Linked DNA regions of Bicyclus anynana: region 1 is linked to region 2. Evidence: chromatin contacts called from public Hi-C data. All regions are on one chromosome and are shown on one strand. Each heading gives the region's core, a stretch centred on a gene start, on an enhancer-like site or on the middle of the called end of the contact. The rest is flanking DNA. Distances are from core to core; before and after follow the strand shown. Region 1 has its middle 53 kb from the start of LOC112055895. Region 2 holds the start of LOC112049757 (zinc finger MIZ domain-containing protein 1).

What was found. Hi-C and Micro-C count contacts between places; a contact is called where the count stands out from the background.
Region 1: a contact with region 2 is called in a Hi-C map of whole body, with 6 times the contacts expected there. The contact joins the enhancer-like site here to the promoter of LOC112049757 in region 2. A contact is called at or near these places in 2 of 2 Hi-C or Micro-C datasets (whole body and whole larva).

What each region holds. Positions count from the first base shown.
Region 1 is chr12:10,229,503-10,232,651 of ilBicAnyn1.1, reverse strand. No RefSeq gene overlaps it. Among protein-coding and RNA genes, the nearest start is that of LOC112055895, 53 kb to the left of the region's middle. Within about 2 kb of position 1,316, at least 8 of the 8 cell types and tissues checked have open chromatin away from gene starts, as enhancers often do.
Region 2 is chr12:9,893,828-9,896,927 of ilBicAnyn1.1, reverse strand. It overlaps LOC112049757 (zinc finger MIZ domain-containing protein 1), which reads left to right and starts at 1,428. Exons shown (of 11, transcript XM_024087782.2): 1 at 1,428-1,848; 2 at 2,495-2,643.

The sequences.
Region 1 (3,149 bases), core at 67-2,566, 340 kb before region 2:
GGTCAAGGAATTTCGATTGCTACTGCTGTCTATTTACTACGAGATTTTGGAATTTTCAGTCTGAGATTTTAACACGTGATTTGCATTTTATTTATAAACAAATGTACCTACTTTCTATTGTGATAATGCAATGTTGAGCCTACATCAAGATTTCATCTTTCGTTCTGTAATAACTTTCTAGGATAGGATTATTCTAGATCATCTCTGTAAATTATTAAGCAATGGAACATTAAGGTTAAAATTGTGTAAACTAACTACCTGTTTAATAAAATTACTTTTGATGTATAATTATTATTTGTTTGTGCTACTCATCAACAGATGGCAGCACCTGTAATTTTATGGCAGTTTTGTAAAAATTGAATCGCTTATACTCTACACAGGGCTTTGATATAAATTGTATGTTCAAAAATATTTTGATTTATTTGATTGAATTAGTGGTAAATTAAATTAATACGTGAGCTCTTTATCAATGGTAGACCTAGGGTACTAATGGTAATTAAATAAGAATTAGAGTAGTCTAAGATATCAGTTAAGGCTAAAATCTAAAAAAAAAATAACAGAAAATAACTACCTATCTACTTAGGTAGTGATATTTGTGTTTTTTTTTAATATTCTGTGCGTGTTTGTACAAATTCTTTTTTTAAGACCAACGTAAAAAAAAATTCTCTCTCTCTATTTAAAAAAAAACTGAAAGATTGGATTAATTAATTTTGGATTAACTAGGTACCTACGGGTAGAGAAAATCGTTATACCTAATACAAAATTAGATACATAAATAGAGTACCTATCTTGTTTGATATTTAAAATATTATGTTAGTAACAATTTTAATCGGTCAACAACAACATAAAACAAATTTACCAAAAATAATAAAATGTTACAATGAATAATTAAAGCAAATTAAATTACTGTTATGATAGCTTATCTAAACATTTAAAGCCGAGCGAAACATTTGTCAAATACAAATGACGCGCGGTCGCTAATTTTCTGTTGCGTGTAAAATTGAAGAGTCACCTGGCTGCATACGTCAGTCAAACAGCGCGCGCTATTTTTATTTTGGTATTATTCTGTCTACTTACTACTGCCAACGCTCCACTTGCCGCTATAAAAAGCCAATATCAACTTTAACGTCGTTGAGATTGCCCGCATTATCTCATGATTATCGCGTGTCAAAACATCGCCACGCTCGCGATACTTCGCATGTAATCTGATAAACGATGTACGCTGCACGCTTCGCGCTTTTACTCTATCCCTCTCACACCTACGGTATATGTAGAGTGCTCTCCCATTCTGCGGGTCATCCATTTCATTCATGCGCGGTACACCTCGGCGGGCGCGCTGTTTACAGACACAAACAAACTGTACACTGCAAACCGCTTTGCTTGAAGTACGAGACTGTGAAAGTGATATAGTCAAGTGCTTCCGTCTCGCTCTAGAAGCCGAGCATCTAGTTCCCGCGGCACTCATAGATGGCGTTAGGCGTACCGATTTGTAGTTTGTGTCACAATAAATTTGGGCGCGACGTTGCCGTACTTCGCCACCCGATGCGGTGGCGGGTGCGCGTTTTGTAAGCGGCAATGTTATGTTTGTGTCTGTGGAGATGTTATGACGGGGGCACAGAGGTTAATTTGGGTTAAGCGGGGTGCAGGTATAAGTTGGCGCGTGTGTAAGCGTCACGTAACGTAAAGTGCGTGGTTCACACACGTACGCTATCTGTCAGTAGGCAGTAGCTAATGCGATGCGAGCGATGCGCTGCGGATCGGCGATCGCTTGCGGTGCCGCTTGTCCGCGCGGTTTATAGCATTTAATTCAATTTAGTAATTGATACGTTTGTCTGCTCACTTTGCCGCTTTGTAGTTCGCCTCTTGTGCAAACTTTGTGTAAATTATTTACTCGCTTTTTGGGACTTGATTCATGATTTTATTTACACTTATTAAATAAATTATTATTAAGTATTTAACTGTCTATATTTTTTATTATTTACCCATTAATTATAATAATTAGAATTAAATATCTAGGTGTGATATAGCATAGATAGCAAATATTTTACGTAAGACACCTCGAGTTAGTAACAATTAATTAAGGATCGACTACAATTAAGTATGAATAACTTGGAAAATTAATTATATAAAAGAATATCAATAACGTATTAAATTAGATTTTAAAAATTACTTAATTATTATTAGAATCTTTACGAGATTGAGATTCGTAATAAAGAGATACTTAAAAGAATTCCCAAGATGCGGGAAAAAGGCGACTCCGCACTAGAAAGCGTAGGGTTGGTAGGTATACCCCTACTAAGGCTCGCAAAGAGTCGCTGATTTATAAGACCATTGGGTCTGAAATTCCCTACAAACGACATATTATGTGTCGTTGTGGACATCCATCAGCTGATTTGATGATGACGATAGCGTAGGCAATTTTGCTTCAGATTTAATAACAAACTCTGAAACAAGTCTATTAAAAAAAATAATTAATCAAAACCAAATAAGAGCAAAATTGACAAACTGACATGTGCCTAAACATGGTAATTCACGCGCCGCATTCTTCGATACACCGCCGGAACCGTTGCGGCTTATACACTTATAAAACATATTCTCATTGCCTTAATACCCGTTTTATACACTCTGATAGCACTTACTAGGTACCTATTGTTTTAGATCCGTGTTGAGAGTGTTTTTCATTGCATAAGTATTTATCACGTTGTCATATTCCTTTATAAAAAAATGTGCAACTACCTTAGTATCAGTTTGACTGCAATCTCACCATACGATGCTCGCCAATTCTTATTAATTCACTATACCACAGAAAAGATATTACAACCAGTAGTTGGACTTCATACTAGAGGTCGAAACGCGAGCTATACCTACGCTCCTTGAACATGGGGTGATCGTAGGGTGAAGACCAGTGTTGCCAGAAGGTTACTTTTGTAACCTTTTAGGTGATTTTTTGACTGCATTGGTTACTTTTAGGTTACATTAATAAAAAGGTTACTTTTACGTGATATTGAGGAATTTTTAGAAATAACTTACAATTTCGTATACCTAAAACAGAAAGGTCGTTAAATCAAGAAATGCGGACAAGTGCTCAAGAACTCATTGATGTTTCTGTGTCAATTTAACTAACATTCTATTAACTTTTAATACCTTTC
Region 2 (3,100 bases), core at 179-2,678:
TTGTTTGGAAGTCCATGCAAGAGATCTATGTCCAACAGTGGACGTCCATCGGCTGATAATGATGATGATGATGACCATGCACTTCATTGCTAAATCAAGTTACAAATAAGACACTGCAATGTAGGTCGACAAAAAAATAGTAGAAGTAAAGCCTACTAAGCCTAGGAGAAATAGAGATGTCTGAAACTTTTAGACACCGAAAATTTTACAGGAATTTTTAGGTTGTAGAAGATAACTGAGAACGGATTTTGGATGGGAGGGAAATGGGAAAGTCAGTTCTTTATATACTTGTAACTAGGTTACTAGTTACTAGGATCAGAAAATTAAGGACGAAGCTGGTGTCTGCTAGTTTATATATACTTTACGATATTTAGAGATTATGTATAAGATTTGTTTACGAATTAGATTATGTGCGGGGAGGCGCATCGGAACGCGGACGAATGCGCGCGCGCCGCGCTTTCCTGACTTTCCAGTCGGCGGCGACTGCCGGACGAAAATTATAGCGTATCAATAAACGATTTCATAGTTACTACGACTCACACGCACGCACATTATCTATTCTGAGGCATAACTACGAGATTATTACGAGAAAACTTGTATGGAGGATTAACGTTTATGTTTATGGTCATTTTTGACAACGGACTTATTGTTCACGGCATTAAGCAACGTTAAAAAATTGCCTACAATTTTTATTTTTTAATAATTCGTTACATGTGTGTGTTGAGGCCTAGAAACGCTCATCAGACCTTGTAACCGATTTTACATGTAGATACTGTATTGCTGCGATATAAAATGCACATAAATTAAATCGGAGCAAGCGAAAATATGTGAACAATCAACAAATCATCGTGTCGTTTAAAGATGTGTGCAAAATGTGTACGTGCGACGCTGACGGCGTGGCAAGGACACCGCAGGACGAGTCACTTGTCCTCTGTCGTCATGCGCAGGTAGTGACCAGAGGACGACTTCGCCATTGTTTATCGCTGTTAATTATTATGCTCCGACACAGTCGCAGACGAACGCTCTTGCCGAATGCCGACCGAGTCCGCGCCTCAAACGGACTAAACGATCATTTTAATTAATCTCTCAGTACGAGACATTTGCATCTTTACTAGCATGAACTAGAATCTCAATTGAATTAACATGTATACGACGAATTAATACGCTCGTCTAATGTAACCAATACAAATATCATTTAGCGAAAGATTACTGCAACTATCATGCTTGCAGTATCGCGCTCGATTGAGAACCGTTACGTGAAATGAAACGTCGAGTACGCGGGGTGGGGCAGGGAGTCTACTTGATGACGATGGCGCCCGAGCTCGGCCGAGTACAGAATGCCGAGACGTCGACGTACGGTGGGGGGACGCGGGGGTGCGCCACTTTATCGCCGCGAGCTGGCAACGTCGCGCGGGGTGGGAGCGCCCCGCGGCGCAACCTCTCACTCACCGTCGCCGGTTCGCCAGCCAGTGTTACCTTTGACGGTCGAACGTGTGGTTGTTTGATGTCAGTGACGTCGGCGTCGGCACTCGTGCAACACGTCTATCATGTTTCGTTGAATGCAGAGTGCGATCCGTTTATGAACTGTAACAACTCGTTTAATTTATCAAATGCTGGATTTTAGTGACACGACAAAATTTTGTGACCCACCCCCCATTGGATTTGGATTGTTTTTATGAACTGTGCAGTGACATTTAAATTTTAAGACACAAAACAGTGCAGTGACCACCCAAAGGATTGCAAAGTGTTGTCAATTTGGATTTTTACAGAAGACCTTGGATATGAAAGAATTACGAAAATTAAAGTGCTAATGACTTGCGGAGGATTTGTAGTGAATTAAATTAAAAGGTGTGTGAATTGTTGTGAGACAAAAAAATATATTAGTCGCTAAAAAAAAATATTTTCAATCAAAATTACTTTAGCTAATTTTTTTTACATTCGCGAGAATAAATCAGGCTGTAATAATTATTGCGCTACGAACGTTACAGTCGTAGAGTCCGGCTACGCAAATTTTCCTTCAGCTGATCATGACATGGCAACGTAGACACGTCACGTACATCGATGTAGCGAGTTTTTAAAAAATACGATTAAACTGATGCTGCATTCGATTCAATTTATTTACAAAAAAAAAATTACAACTTTAACAAATAATCTGTCGGAATTAAATATTCTATTAAATATCTGCTTACATAAAAGTTGTGACGTTGCATTTTTTGCGAACGTTTCGTCGATTGTTGACGTTGCGGCGTTCAGTTTGTCTGAAAAACAGACGGTAACATCGCAATACAAGCCCAAACAGTGACACGAACAGAATGGAAAGGAAAATTGGAAATTGCTGCCTCTGTGAAGGTTACGAGCGCGATTCATAGATGCAAAAAATGCACTGCCTACCAGTATTGGAGAAGGAAATTTCCATTTTGTATAAAGTGCATACCCTGGTTAAAATTGTGCACGCCACTGGTGACGAGTATCAATGAGGTACGTCGTGTTTCAGGAGGCGCGTTGATTCGACAGGACGGCGCACTCTGGTAATACGGCAGGATACGCGGGAGCCAACGTAAGCTACGCGGGAGCTCAAGCTCCCGACTCAGAAAGGCATCATATTCTGCAGGATACCATAGGCTACAGGGTAAACGCGCCAAGGTCAGTACACTTACGAATTACACAAAATATTTATTTAATTATCGTGCTTTTATATAAAACCTCCTTAATCCGGCATTATCGCAAAATTCGTTCTTAGCGGTCACCTACTTACTATAAACTACCACCCTGCAAATTTTCATCTTTGTACGTCAAGCTTTTTTTGAGATTTCATGATGATTTTCCTTTCGCATTTATATATTAAGATCATAAAAAGTTATATAATATAGACGAAAATGATAATAGAAATAAAATAAATCATACATATAAAAGCACGAAAATTATTTAACTTATATAAGATAATATAGTAGATTAAAATATTAACAACATGACATAAAACAAACAAATGCATCAAATACCTAATTTTCGGCAAAACCAGAAATCGTTTACGTACTGAAGGATTACCTTACAGATAATATTGATTAAGATATTAAAATTAAGTACGTTACGTACAGAATTG